Regions from separate parts of the Canis lupus genome. Here region 2 is linked to region 1. The links are chromatin contacts, called in public Hi-C maps. All regions are on one chromosome and are shown on one strand. Each heading gives the region's core, a stretch centred on a gene start, on an enhancer-like site or on the middle of the called end of the contact. The rest is flanking DNA. Distances are from core to core; before and after follow the strand shown.

Evidence for each region. Hi-C and Micro-C count contacts between places; a contact is called where the count stands out from the background.
Region 2: a contact with region 1 is called in a Hi-C map of blood, with 2.1 times the contacts expected there. The contact joins the promoter of RESF1 here to the promoter of ETFBKMT in region 1. A contact is called at or near these places in 4 of 9 Hi-C or Micro-C datasets (amygdala, blood and skin fibroblasts).

What each region holds. Positions count from the first base shown.
Region 1 is chr27:29,457,260-29,465,067 of UU_Cfam_GSD_1.0, forward strand. It overlaps ETFBKMT (electron transfer flavoprotein beta subunit lysine methyltransferase), which reads left to right and starts at 3,379. Exons shown (of 3, transcript XM_038577206.1): 1 at 3,379-3,646. The coding sequence starts at 3,456. LOC106557923 (a long non-coding RNA gene) reads right to left here and starts at 3,453. Exons shown (of 4, transcript XR_005380012.1): 1 at 1,917-3,453.
Region 2 is chr27:29,709,260-29,717,067 of UU_Cfam_GSD_1.0, forward strand. It overlaps RESF1 (retroelement silencing factor 1), which reads left to right and starts at 5,088. Exons shown (of 5, transcript XM_038577216.1): 1 at 5,088-5,206; 2 at 6,501-6,597.

The DNA.
Region 1 (7,808 bases), core at 2,129-4,628:
CATTTAACAGAATTGTCTCAACTGTGCCAGAAGATAAAAGAGGAAAGACATAGACTTTCTCTAAGTCTAGTAGAGAAGCCAGGCAATGGTAGTTCTGCTTGATATTCTCATTGGATGTACCCATAGGAAGCTAAGAAAATGTCGAGATTAGTGTGTGTATGTTGCAGAAGGCTTTTCAGAGGGCCTTGATCCGGACCTGAGCTCTGAAGGTTGAGAAGGTGGATGGAACAGTGAAGATGGGTTGTTTATGGGGCAGTGTTCACAGCTTGCTGTCTTAACCAAGGAGAGAGAGCCTACAGAGAGAACAAGGCCCTGCGCCAAAAATCATAAAGCCACATGATAGCTCAGTTGTTATCAGTTGACAAATCTGCTTGGTAGCACTTGGGTCCATTTTAATAAAAGCATGACAGCTCTTTCTTTTAATTAAACAACAATACATCAATACCCCGGAACAATAGAAAAGAAAATCCAGGTGTATTTTTCATGGCTTATCTGGTTTATTTTATAGGAATATAAGGGCTTTTCTGAACTATAGAATAGTCCAGAAAAAAAGAAAAACCCAAAACAAAAACATTTAAGTTGTACTGTAGAGAATGAGAGAGAAAGGAAGGTAGGATTGGAAAGAGACCAGTTCTAGGAATTCAGGCAACGGATCATAAGACTGAACTAAGGCAATAGCAGAAGGAAAAGAAAATGGATCAATTTTAAAATTACTAAAGTGGGGAAAGGACATTTAGCAGTCCCTTTAGCCTAGTTCCAAGTTTTAGTTAAGGTGTCTTCACTTTTTTTTTTCTTCACATTATTAAATGCATCTTCAATGATGAGCACTTAAGATTTTTACTGGAAACCCTCTTTTGTAGAAATGTTAGGTCTGTCTCCTCTCCCTGGTGTCTTGGGGAATAATTGGGAGGTCCTTGCTATTCACAGGGATAGAATACAGAAGCGAGTTGAAAACAATTCTTTGACCAATTGATCTTGAACATGTATTAAGGTTTATTGCTAGTAAGATAATCGGAGTGCGGAAATGAGAAATTCTGGTTGAGAAAACAAAGGTATACATCAGCAGCTTTTTTTTTTTTTTTAAATAGCTAGTTAATAAATACAATTTTATTCATAGTCATGAGTTAGGGGCAGATGGTGCTAGGCAGGGAAAGATAAGGGAAAGGCCCCAGAGTCAGGCTCTTACCCATCTCAAGAAAAGGGACACAAGACAGTAAAAACAGAAAAAAAATAAACCTGGCTCCCTAGCTCCAACATGTTAGGAGTATCCCCCTTTAATGGCTACTGAGTAATCGCAGAAACTCACCAGACTACAAAGAAATGTCATTAAGGTGTTATTGATAGTCCCTGCTCAAACCAAGATGGCATAAGATGGCATCTCAAGGCCAAGGGCTACCTGACTAGGCTCAGAGAAATCCCAGATGTAGAGAAATGTTATGCAGGAGATACTAATCAGAGAGAAGGGAACACCTTGTTTGGGCTCATGATATTTATAAGAACATCTTGTTTGTTATTGTGATAGTTACAAATTCACCATGTTGTTTCTAAATATAGACATGATATTTACAAATCCACCCTGATATTGATGAGAAATCTACCAAGTTCCCTGGTCAGTTTCCTATAAAAGACCATAAAAGGCCTCAGGGGGCAACCCTCTCAGGACCCCTTTTACCTTTAAGAGCTTTCTCCGTACCTCTGCTTAATAAACTTCTACTTCTTTGCTCACTTTGTTGTCCATGAGATTCAGTCTTCGACTCTGTGAGACAAGAACCAAGCTCTCCCTTATCAATATTAGTTTTTATAGAGGAAATGTAGGGCAGAGGGACTCAGAGAGGCTAGGTGCCTATCCTTCCTTCTAAAAGAAGCACAGCCATTCCTGCAAAAGCAAATGAGAAGGATGCCTCTGGGGTTGTTACCTGGAACAAGGTTTCATCTCCTTCTAAGTAGTTCCTAGAGGTTCCAGTTTGTAGGGAAAGTGGGAAACCCCTCGAACAGAGGGCCGAGATGGAGAACAGAAGCAACAGCCTCTAATTTTGAACAGGTGGCTGCCAAACCATTCCCCCAATTGCAGATTCAGGTGCAGAAACCCGATTTGCCTGTTCCTTACTGGAGGTCAATTTTCTTTCTCCTTTGACACCCCAGAGAGGGTTTTCAGGGTCAGGTACGGAGGCGAGTGGAGTTTGGAATAGGTGGAGGGTTGCAAGATGGACACGTGGGTCCAGAACTTGAGTGATAAAGGTTGCAAACAGATTTATAGTGTATATCTATGAAAATTAGAAAAGAGAGGACGTCCTTCGGGATTTAAGCTGTCACGGAGGGCTTACGGTGCGTCTGGGTTGCTCCGCGCTGCATGCCTGGTGCCCAGGTGTGCGTAGGGGCTGTGGAGGAATTGCCCCGAGAGGTGCCACTTTGGCTTGTGGATCTTTTTTTTTTTTTTCATATGTGTGTGTGTGGATTATTTGGCTTGTGGATCATTTCTTTTCTTTCTTTTTCTTTTTCTTTTTCTTTTTTCTTTTCTTTCTTTCTTTTTTTTTTTTTTTTTGTTTTGTTTTTTGTGGATTATTTCTGAGCTGAAAACCATCAAGGTATAAAAGACTCAGGGAGAAACTGGCCTCCTCCAACTGCTTAAAAGAATTTAAACATGGGACGCCTGGGTGGCTCAGCGGAGGAGCACCTGCCCTCGGCCCAGGGCGTGATCCTGGGGTCCCGGGATCGAGTCCCACGTCGGGCTCCCTGCATGGAGCCTGCTTCTCCCTCTGCCTGTGTCTCTGCCTCTCTCTGTGTCTCTTAATAAAAATAAAAAAAATAAAAAATTTCAACAGAGGACCTGCTCCAGAAGAGATCTCTCACCATAGGTAACTGCAGTACCGTGGGACGCAGGTGAGACAGGTAGGAGTTTAGCAAAGTCTGACGATCGCTCTCGCCATCCCCTTGCTTCTGTGCGGCCCAGCACACATTTACTCCTTGTCGTCTTCTGTGAATTACTCTCCTTCCCTTTGAAGAGCCCAACTCCCTTCACCTTAGCTCAGGATGACACCCAGAGCTCCTCGCCCCTTCTGTCTCCGCACTGGCGTCCCCCCAGGCACAACATGCAACTCGGGGTTGTTCTGCGGATGTGTTTAAGGCCAATGTAATTCTGCGAGCAGCTGGAAGCAGCTTTGTAGGGTGGAGGAAGGGAAGAGCAACGCTGCCCCGTCTCCAAGGCGTGGCTGGCACAGAGCAGACGCTCCACAGTTTGACTGGATTTCGCAGGAACCGGAGCTCGGGGTCCCTCCCTCGCTGAGCGACCTCAGGTGCCCCGCTCCTCCTCGGGAGGCCCGGCCCCTTTAAGAAAGGTTGGCAAAGGCGGAGAGGCTGCTGGGAAGGGGGGCGGGACCCGCGCTCCGCGCTCCGCACTGGGAGCCCAGCGTCCGCCTCCCCGCGGGGCCGCCGCGCGCCGGGTGCGGCTCTAAAGCATGCCGGGAAAGACGCTCAAAGGCGAGGGCTTAGCTTCCCCGCGCGCTCATAGCCCAGCCTGGGAAGGACAAAAGGACTGCGCCTGCGCCTTTAAGGCGGACTCCCGTTCTCGGAGGGAAATAACGTGGTCACGGACGCGTTTGGAGCTTCCCCCTTTTAACCCGTCCTCTCTCCTCAACAAGGAACGCAGGTACCGACCGAGTGTGCCGCGCCCAGTCCCGGGTTCCCAGAGGATGCTTCACGGGGGCGGGGAGGCGCCGCGCTAGCCCGCGGGGTGTCCCGAACCACAATCCTCTTTGCTGTGTTTTAAAAAAACATTTCAATTAATTATTTATTTTTACTTATTCATGAGAGAGAGAGAGAGAGGCAGAGGGAGAAGCAGGCTCCATGCGGGGAGCCCGACGTGGGCCTCGATCCCGCGACCCGGGATCCCGCCCTGGGCCACCCGGGCGTCCCTGCTGTGGTTTTGGTTTTGGTTTTACGGATTTTATTTATGCCTGCGCCTCTCATGAATAAATACATAAAATCTTTAGAAAAAAAATAAGGGTTTTATTTGAGAGCGAGCACTGTGTGGGGAGGGGCAGAGATGGAGGGAGCAGCCGAGTCCCCACTGCATAGGGAACCCCTATGGGACTTGATCCCGGGACCCCGGGACCCCGGGGTCATAACCTGAGCCAGACGCAAACGCTCAACAGCCTGAGCCGCCCAGGCACCCGCTCCGCTGTGTTTTTAAGCTTAGGCCTCGGCCCTGAAGGGCAGACCCAGCACTTCCTAACGGGATCAGTCCAGTGAGAGAAGCGAGGCTGTCGGAGACCCTGGGGTCCCGGGGCGTGGTGGGGGGTGACACCCACTGAGAATCTAGCCCGAGCTCACACACAGGTGGCCTGACGGGCATTTCGCCTGCCTTGTGTTCTGATATATTTATATATATGAATTAAATGTATTAATATACTAAATATATAATACATAATCTTTATGTCACATTTAATTTAAATATATATTAAATATTAAATATATATTAACATGTAATTTAATCATATATATACTATATTAATACATCAAATATATATTAATTTAAATTAAATATATTGTATAATATACTATAATACATATAATGTATTATAATGTATATATTATATAATCATATAATTTAATTATATAATTATATAATATGTGATAATATATATTGACACAATATATAATTATAATACATATTTAAAGATTTTATCTATTTATTCATGAGAGACACACAGAGACGCAGGCAGAGGGAAAAGCAGGCTCCACGCAGGGAGCCCGACGTGGGACTTGATCCGGAGTCTCCAGGATCACGCCCTGGACTGAAGGCGTCGCTAAACCGCTGAGCCACCCGGGCTGCCCTGTGTGTTCTGATATTTTAATTGACCGCTTGCATCTACCATGTGGTTTGTAGATGCAAATATCTGGATTATCTTGAGAGCTTGCAAGATGTGGCGGCCGTGTGCTTAACCGGGAAGCAGTTTGCTGGCCTCTTTGGTCTGCTCAGCAGCAGGCTCAGGTCGCCAGAGCCGCTCTGTTACAACCAGCGGCATCAGTTGTGGGTCAGCCCTCTGGCCCCTGCGAGGCATTTGCGTTTGGGGCCTCTAAATATTTGGGTGGATGGATGTAGGGATATTTAGAACATTTATGCGGATTTGGTCAGAGGTCCCAGATAACTGGGCATATAGTTCAAACTGCTGTTTCTTATTCTTTTTGTTTTTTTAAATCTTTTTTAAAGATTTTATTTATTTATTCATTAGAGACACACAGAGAGAGGCAGAGACACAGGCAGAGGGAGAAGCAGGCTCCATTCAGGGAGCCCAACGCAGAGCAGAACTCAATCTCGGTCTCCAGGATCACGCCCTGGGCTGAAGGCAGATGCTCAAGCACTGAGCCACCCGGGCTGCCCTATTCTTACTCTCATCAAGGTGTTTTTCCTATTGGAACAAGACTTTTTGGCCCAGGCTTGGTTAACATGAATCAGGAGATATTTACGGGAAGATGTTTGTGAATTGATATTCTGTAATGACAAATCTGTAAAAATTTCTTTAAAGAAAAAAATTTGAAGCTTGATTACCTTGATGTTTTATGCTACAACAACCGTTATTGAAATAGAGGGTACTGAGGATAATTTGTATTATCTTTGTCCACAATTATGGTTTGGTAACCTCCACAACTCTTGGCAAGACTTCATATAGGCAAGAAGCGTGTTTGCCCTGGTAATAGCTCTACCTCACCTCTAGTCTAAGGTTCCTGAAGTCGGAGACTTCTTTTATTCACAGTGCCTGCTTAAAAGTAAGTGGTTTATTAAATGTATCTTGTGTGTATGTGAGAAAGGATTTTAAAGGTAAACCTTATTTTATGTAACAGGCATATTTCCGAGGATTTCTCTCAAAATCAAACGCTTGTATATTTGTTCTAAAGTATTAAAAGGCTTTTGTTGTGAAAAAGGCTTGTGTATGTGTGTGTGTGTTTTTTTTTTTTTTTTAAAGATTTTATTTATTTGAGAGAGGGGGAGAGCGAGCGAGCACGCATGAGTAGGGGGAGAGGGAGAAGCACATTTTCCACTGAGTGGGGAGCCTGATGCCGGGGCTCCATCCCAGGACCCTGAGACCATGACCTGAGCTGAAGGCAGCCACTTAACTGACTGAGCCACCCAGGCACCCCAAAAGGCTTCCTTTAAAACGGTTGGATTTTCCTGAGTTGATGTACCAACACTTCCATCTGAAATGGACTTGCACTTGTGAATCCTCTGCTACAGATTTTTACACTGCACTATTTTCTTACTACACAATGGGATGTGGAAGTGTCCATCAGCCTTGGGATTTTCAGTATTCTTTCTGTTTTTAGAGACCCACCAATTCCAGTTGAGATCACCGTGGCAGCCAGACCTTTCCTTCCTCACAAGAAGCAGCAGCTCTTATCAACAGCAACAGTGACAGAACCTGTGGTTTGGAAAAGGACTCATGGCTTTGAACCTAGGCCGGAGAACATTTGCACCATTTGCCACGAATCACTGTAGTGTCTTTCTGAAAGCAGTGAGGAGTAGTGGTCTTTCCTTGTTTCCCTGGGGCCGCTGCCCTTGGAGACGAACTGGAAGCTTTTTGGACCCTGAGATGAAAGCTTTCCTGGAGGAGAACACTGAAGTCACCAGCAGTGGCAGCCTCACCCCTGAAATCCAGTTGCGGCTTTTGACACCCAGATGCAAGTTCTGGTGGCAGAGAGCTGACCTGTGGCCCTATAGCGAACCATACTGGGCAATCTACTGGCCTGGAGGCCAAGCCCTGTCTAGGTACTCTCCTGACTGAAATGGGAAGCCTTAAGGCCCTTCCAGATCCTTTCTGTTTTCTGCAGATTCTTTTTTCAGCCCCTTCCAACTCTATATTCTCCTTTCTCCTCACACAAAAATAACCAAACAGTAAAACCTCAAAGTCTTGTCACATACGGAGCAGTTTAAGCATACTCCAGATTTATCAAGCTATTTCCTCAAATACAGTTCTTTAAGAGAAACCCTAGGATTAACTGTCAAGACCCTAGATAGCTGTAAGTAATCTAAATTCACAGTATTGTCTGGTTCATGGTTCATAAGGTATGGCCAGTGCAGTTTCAAGATGGACCCCAAAGCCCCAACCCTTTAGTTCTCCTAGTTTAATCTCATAAATGTTGCTCCTTGAGTCTTATACTCCCACCCTTGAGCCTCTTCTCAATCCCAAAGAACAAGAGATGTGAGTGGGCCCCGCAAGGATTCCCTCTTTAGTGGCTTACTGACATCTCAGGTGAACTCTGGACTTGAATCTGCATTTAAAAAAAAAATTTTTTTTTTCTAAATTAAGCTTTATGCCCATCTTGGGGCTTGAACTCACAACCCCAAGATCAAGAGTTGCATGCTCTGCCTACTGAGCCAGCCAGGTGTCCCTGAATCTGCATGAGGTCTCTTCCACCTCCTCAGCCCCCATCCTGCAGAAGTGTGCTTTAGGACATTCTCTCACACATTCGCACTATGCTTTTTATTAAAACACAGCTGCTGAGACAAAGGCAAGAGTTTTCAGCATTTCAATCTGGTTTTTTGCTCTTATATTGGTAAATGATTAAACGTGCTTATACCTTGAGGTTATAGAGCTTTGAAAAGGATAAGGAGTTGCAGCAAGGGTATGGCCTAACAAAATTAATGTTGTATGTAGTTTTAAATGCAAAATAAATAAATGCATATTATAGTTTTTCGGGGAACCCTGGAGATGGGAGCTTTGTAGGTAATTTCTTTTTTTTTTAAATTTTTATTTATTTATGATAGTCACACACAGAGAGAGAGAGAGAGAGGCAGAGACACAGGCAGAGGA
Region 2 (7,808 bases), core at 3,838-6,337, 250 kb after region 1:
TTAACAGTAAATTTGTCACCATAAAAAATCACAGGTATTTTTGTTACAGGAACTCTTTCTCCGTTGGTGCATGTGGTTCTTGAACATGCCACTTCGAAGAACAAAATGGTAGACCTGACAGAGTAGTAGGCAGCAAAACAAGGGGTATTGAATGATAGCAATAGTACAAAGCTCCCAAGGAGGGAAGGGACCCTAGGCGGTTGCCCTCAGAGTTTCTAAGTCTTGGGGTTTCTATGGGCTGTTTTAATTTGATTAACCGTCCCTCATCCAATTAACCTCATCCAATCAGGTTTTTGTCACCTATCACATGGGAAAGGGTGGAGGGCTCCATCCAGGGTGGTAAAAAAAATGCTTTTAAGGATGGTCTCCCATTAGGGCTGTGGTGGGGGAGGGGTGCTTGTCCTTGCCTGCCTGCCTTCCAACTAGCCTTCATTTTCATGTTATTAGAGTTAATGCAGATGATCTTGAAATATCATTTAAGTTCATTGGTTAAAAAATCATAGTTGTTTTGGATCTGCTACTAGATCTTGTTAATACAGAAATACATATTATCATGTCACAATTTGTTTTCAAAAATATTTTGAGAAGGGGCACCTGGGTGGCTAGTGGTTGAGTGTCTGTCTGGCTCAGGTCATGATCCTGGGCTCTTGCGATCGAGTCCTGCTTCAGGCTCCCGGCATGAAGCCTGCTTCTCCCTCTGCCTATGTTTCTGCCTCTCTCTCTCTCTGTGTGTCTCTCATGAATAAATAAATAAAATCTTAAAAAATATATATTTCGAGAACTTTCATATTGAATTAATTTCCTTTGTAATCTTATGTATTTTATTTTAAGCATTCCCAAACATTATTCTAACTAGGAGTCTATGGGTAGGAGTCTATGGGTTTTACTAAGCTAACCAAAGAGGTTTATGGCCCCAAAAAGGAAAAGAATTCCTGTCCTCAGGAATTATTTTCCTTTGTATGGTTGAACTTTAGTTATTGCTTTTTCTATGTTGCAGTCCAAACAAATGAGAATGATAGAGGAATTTCAGGTAAAGCATTCCCTTAGGAAGAAGTTACATACAACATTTGTGCTCATACTTCATTATGAGAATTAAAATGTGGCAATACTTAGCTGCAAGGGAGGCTTGGGGAATGTTGTATCCAGTTATGTGACCCTGTATCCAGTTAAATAATACTAACAGGAAGGGGAAGCAGAACACAAGGGATAGCCAAGAAAATAAAAAGGAATCCAATGACCTAATTTGCCACTTAAATGTATAATCATCTTTTGTACACCACTATAATTTCTTACTATAGACATGCTAATGATGTCATGCACTTTTTTTTTTTACAAGAGTTATTTATTTTAGGGATCCCTGGGTGGCGCAGCGGTTTGGCGCCTGCCTTTGGCCCAGGGCGTGATCCTGGAGACCCGGGATCGAATCCCATATCAGGCTCCCGATGCATGGAGCCTGCTTCTCCCTCTGCCTGTGTCTCTGCCTCTCTCTCTCTCTCTGACTATCATAAGTAAATAAATAAAAATTAAAAAAAAAAAAAAAAAAAAGAGTTATTTATTTTAGAAAGTGAGAGTGCACACAGTGGGGAGGGGCAGAAGGAGAAAGCAAATTCCAAGCAGACTCCCCATTGAGCATAGAGCCTGTCATGGGCCTGTCATGGGACTTGATCTAATGACCCTGAGACTATGACCTGAACCAGATGCTTAACCAACAGAACCACCCCAGAGCCCCATGTCATCCACTTTTCTAAAACATGTCTTATAAATTTAGGAGTTAACAAACCTTGAGGCTAAGTATTGTGCTTTTAAAAGATTGAGATCATATCTACAGTTGAATTGATTTTTGAGTTTTTGCTTTTGAATGTTGGGAAACATAGGAAGATGATGTGTAATTTATGATAGTAGACATAGCATACAGCAATCTAATCTTTTGGGGAAATCTTTCCTCAGCCTGTTGTGCCCAAGATCGGGAATCCGAGAAACCACGAGGAGCCGACACTGATGCAAACACACGAGGGTTTATTTACAAGCTCGAGCCTGGGTCCAGGTGTACCTGACACAGCGGAGCAGGGACTTGACCCCGAGACTATGAGGCTTAGCAACTTTATAGGGGCCAGTGGCCAATGGGATACGCAGAAAGTTGCACAGTCATGCTGGTCCACTCGCAGGTGGCCGATTGAATTACATTTTACCCTACAGTATCTATTTGAACTGGCCTATCACTGAGCCGGATTTCCGGTTAGGGTGTGCCCTGGGCTTGACTAGGGTGGGGCAGTGCCCTAAGCAATAAGCAGGTCGGCCTATCACTGAGCCGGATTTCCAATTAGGGTGTGCCCTGGTCTTTGACTAGGGTGGGGCAGTACCCTAAGCAATAAGCAGGTCAGCACAAGGCGGGTGCAGCACAAAATAGAGTCAGTCCTGCTCTGCTTGTCCAGGGATAAGGGATTTTGTTAAATTTCCTGGGTCCCACAAGCCTGACCATCTGGATAATATGGTTCTTTGGAACACTGTGCCATAAGTACGGTAAACAGAAGTCAATGTAAGATCCAGCCCTGTATTAAATATACTTTCAAGTCCTAGAGATTGTGTCTTCCCTCTGCAAGTCTCCTTGCTGGTGATCCTTCAAGGCTGCTAAATTGATGAATGCCAGTTGTACTTTAGGATTTGTGGAAAGACCAAACACTTTTTGGAAGTCAGACAAGCTTTACTTATCTAAAGGAGAAAGGAGAAAGTCAGCATAAACACAGACAAGGATACATGGCAGAGAGATCAGTGACTTCATCTCAAATAAAGTTGTAGCTTCCTGGGCATTAAATCTTGCTGGGCATTAAGCCTTCCTTAGGCTATGTAGGAGTGGGGTCTGCATCAGACTTTCTGGCAATAGAACTCCCTCTCCCTTGGGTTGATTTCTCATAGTCTATCTGTATGGCTTAGGCTCTGGAAAACCCCTTTTCTGAGCCAAGTATACCACTCCATGCTCCAGGAGATGTCCTAAGTTAATGCGTTAATTTATGTAATGGTCTCAATAATCCTAGAAAGTAAGTACAAGTATCCACTGCTTTTCACTATTTTTTTTAAAAGATTTTTTATTTATTTATTCATAGAGACACAGAGAGAGAATGAGAGTCAGACACAGGCAGAGGTAGAAGCAGGCTCCATGCAGAGAGCCTGACGTGGGACTCAATCCAGGGTCTCCAGGATCACGCCCTGGGCTGCAGGCAGCACTAAACTGCTGCGCCACCAGGGCTGCCCCACTGCTTTTCACTTTTTGAAAGGTTTCCTTATGCTACTTTGCTTTTACGAAAGACTTACATTAGTACTTGTTTGTGCTAACCCAAGGAAATCTGAAGAAGATGTTTGCTTTCCTGCAAAAAGATGATAAGTGAGAATAGCATTCAGCGTTTGTGATGCGGAGTGTACCCGGAGCAGCCAGAGTGGCATCGCCAATTCACCTTCCTTGGGAACTACACTCGGTATCTCAGCATTGAGCTGCTATAGCTTTTAACTATGTGAGCATCTGTGCTTTATCCCAACTTATTCTGTGCATCTGTTAGCAAGATGTGTCCTAAGGAAAGCCTAAAAGGAGTTGTTCTTTGGGTCTGGGAATGCTCAAAAATGTTTCCACATAAATTAATGGTAATTGCTTCCTCACTTTACACCGCTTTGGCTTTTCATATGAATTCTCTACTTTCAGACAGCAGGAGAAACCTGCATTCCTGTTATTCTTCTTTTACAGGCAGGAAAATAGCAGAAACAGATTAAGTGATTTTCCCAAAGTTGTATGTCTAGTGAGTGGCAGAGTCAAGATCCAGACCTGGGGGTGAAGGAATACCCTGCCTTCCCTATGCCAAGAACTAACCACCTCTGCCTTTTCTTACGTTTAACCACTCAGACATATTCTCTCATTTACTTCTTCCTATAAAACCCCTCATAAAAAAAAGGCCTAACTTTTGGAAGTTTCCTCTGCATTAATTGTCGTTCTCCCTATTTCAATGACCTGAAAAAAAAAATTATTTACTTGGTGCGCTTCACTTGGTGTGCTTTCTCTTTCACTTGTTTTATATTAAGTTTGCTGACCCCATACCCTGTATCATTGGCTCTGAGATCAGCAGCAACAGCCTATCCCGGGAGCTTGTTAGAAATCTACCCTTTCAGGAACATCTAAGTGGCTCAAGGGTTGAGCATCTGCCTTCAGCTCAGGGCGTGATCCCAGTTAAGGGCTTGAGACCCCATCCGGCTCCCTGCATGGAGCCTGCTTCTCCCACTGCCTGTGTCTCTGCCTGACTCTCTCTCTCTCAAACCAATCTTAAAAAAATAAATCTGCATTTTCAGCCTTACTTTAGCCCACTGAATTGGCAATTTTGCAAGGTGGTGCGCTTCAATCCTTTTTAAGGAGCTCTCTGGATGCTTCTGATGTGAGTGAAAGGCAGAGAACCACTGATAGAGACTTTTTTTTTTTCATTCAAATTTAATTTTTTTGCATATATATATTTTTAAATGTCTTATTTAATATATATATTTTTAAATATCTTATTTATTTATTCATGAGAGACACACACACAGAGAGAGAGAGAGGGGAGCAGAGACACAGGCAGAGGGAGAAGCAGGCGCCATGCAGGGAGCCTGATGTGGGACTCGATCCCAGGTCTCCAGGATCACACCCTGGGCTGAAGGCGGCGCTAAACCGCTGAGCCACCCAGGGATCCCCTGTATATATTTTTTTATTGGATCCGATTTGCCAACATAGAGCATAACACCCAGTGCTCATCGCGTCAAGTGCCCCCCGCCCCCCCCCGGCCCGCCCCCGGTCCCTCCATCCCCCCGCCCACCTCCGCTTCCACCACCCCTGGTTCATTGCCCAGAGTGAGGAGTCTCTCACGATCCGTCACCCTCACTGATACTTCCCACTCATTTTCTCTCCTTTCCCCTTTATTCCTATCAGACACGGGAGCGGGCTTTTGCAAATCTCGCCGCCCGGGACTGGAAGGCCCGACCGGCCGCCGCCTTGCTTACCCGGGGGGCACTAGGACCCGGGCGCCGCCGGCCTCCGGGCGGCCGCCCACGGCCGGGGGCGGGGCCCAGCCGCGGGAGGAGCCGGGGCCTCGCCGCTCGACCCGCCCCCGGAGGCGGCCCGAGCTGACTTAAACTCAGGGGCCCGGGAGGCCGGAGCGTCCTCCCCGCTGGCCCGCGCTGGGCTCTGGGCCCGTCGGTAAGTGTGCGGCCCGGCGGCCCGCGGCCCCTCGCTCGCCTCCGCGGGTCCGCGCGCCCCAAGCCCAGGCGCCCCAAGCCCAGGCGCCCGCGGGCGGCGGCGGCGGCGGCGGCGGCCGCTTTTGTTCTGAGGCGCGGACGGCGGCGCGGGGTCGCGGGCGCTCGGGCGGCTCCGGGCCTCGGGCGGGGAGGCTCGGGCGCGCGGCCGCCCGCGGCTGGGCGGGCAGCCTCGCTCGGGGCCCCGCCGGCCGCCGCCAGACTCGGAGCCCGCGCCCCAGGGCGGCGCCTCGCGGGCTGTTTGCTTTAAATCGCCTCAGTCCGCGGTGGAGGTGGCGGGTGCGCGTTTTGTGGCGCCGCGAGGCGATTGTTGAGGCGGTGGGTGTGAGAGAAGCTTCTGTTTTTAATTATTTCCTGCGTCGTGGTCGTGGGAAAAAAAAAAAAAAAGTCTTTGTTTTTGCATTTACTGTTTCTCGAGCGTTTCCTTCTCCGCGGCTCCGTCCTGCTGACCCTCCCGAAGCGGGACCGCCCGGCGAGCGTCTCCCAGGGGCCGGCGGACGCTCCCCGCGCTCGGCTCCTCCGGGCGTCTGTCGCTCTTGGGTGTCCTCGGGGGACTCCGGTCTCGACCTCAGCGGCGACCTTTGGGCGGGGGGGAATCGTTTCCGTGAAGACAATTCATTTGTGATACTTGTCAAGAGCCCAGCTTGAGAAGAAAAGAGGGCAGCCGGCGTCGCGATTCAAGCTCGGGGCGCATTTCAGTAGGGAGCTTGTTTGGGGATTTTTCTGTTTGACGTTGGTTGTAAATGGTACCAGCGTGAACATGCAGGAATGTTAAGGTTTTACTTCACATTCTTTTATTATTATTATTATTAATTATTTTTCTCTGTGCAGTCGGATTCTCCGAACTCTTCCAGTGAGGGAAATTGCAGTGCAATTGAAGTATTTGTTCTAGAACGGTCGGACAGCAGTGAACCTGGAGGACCCCCCCCCCCCCCACACACACACGAATTCTCATTTTAAGCAGTGAAGGGTATTCGAGGCCACACCTAGTTTGTGTTTCTGTCAGGTTGCACACCTAGTAGGAATTTTGCAGACTTAGTGCGTTTTTTTTTTGGTGCAACCTTACAGGAACACACTCTGGCCCGGCAGTTGTCCTATCAGGGTAAACAGATGAAACGTGTGCTTTTATTGTGACTGTAAAATTCATTATAAATAAAAAAAAAAAAAATATATATATATATATATATATACGCTTTATATTAAACCGCTAATTGCAGAATGTTTCTTGCTCTTCCTAGGACCAAAGAAGTAAAAACACTGTGTGAAGGGGGAGCACGTGTTTGGAGGGAAATGGGAACGTACACAATGGTAAAAGAGTAAGATTATACTTAACAAGTAAGTATGTTACCTCCAAGTAGCCTCCTCTGATTTTTCTGTTGTGGAATGAAATTATTAATTAAACGAATCAGCATCAGTTAGACAATTAAATGGCAGGATACAATGGATTCAGTGACAGAGCTTGAGGACACATGACAATGGTTGACCTAGCCTAGAGAATTCAGTTGTTAATCTTTTGTGAATAAGGAAGAGTAGATCATGGTGAGGTGACTGGGTCAAGTTACTCAGGCAGAGGTCTACTTAAGATGGTTCTGTTTCTTCCTTTTTTAAAATTTGTTTTTATTATTTCTGGCAAGGGGTTGGGGTGAGGCAGCATAGAGCTCAACTCTAGGAGAACCATTCTGAGAGAGGACAACCTCTAAAACCAGAGTGATCATCTCCAGGGCTTCCATCCTGTAAACACCCAAGTTGTGTCAGGAAATATTCTGTAATGATTAAGACCGTGGCCTTGCATCCTTTGCTGAGTTTCAGGTCTTGGCTGTACCATTTATTATCTGTACAACCTTGGGAAAATTATCTAACCTTTTTTTTTTTTTTTTTTTTTAAGATTTCATTTATTCATTCATGAGAGACACAGAGAGAAGAGAGACAGAGAGAGGGGCAGAGACCCAGGCAGAGGGAGAAGCAGGCTCCATGCAGGGAGCCGATGTGGGACTGGATCCCAGGTCTCCAGGATCACACCCCGGACTGATGGTGGTGCTAAGCCACTGGGGCTGCCCAAAATTATTTAACCTTTTGCCTCTGTTTTCTCATCTGTAAAATGAGGATAACAGTAGCACCTGCTTCATAGCATTGGTGGGATAAGTTACATGATTTTTTATTCATATGACCTACTTGGAACAGCTGCTGGCTGTAAGTGGTAAGTGCTCAATAAATTTTAGCTGTTGTCCTGTTAGAGGAAAGATATTATGGCTTGTATTTTATATAAGGAAAGATGTATTACGTCTAATAGGAAATTCAGTTTGCTTTAAGCTCTAAAGTTTATCAACTCTAAGTCAATTTAACAGCTTTGTGTTGATTAAACCTCTCACTATAGAACCTGTTGTAGGTTCAGTTTTTGCAAGGAAGTACCAGAACGCAAGTCTATAGTTTTTACCTGCAGGTTTAATTTGAAATCAGGGACACCTCCATTAAATTCTTTATTGAGGGCATATTTGCCCCACAGCCCTGTTTTTCCACATTATTGTGTGATGTACAGGAATCTCTTC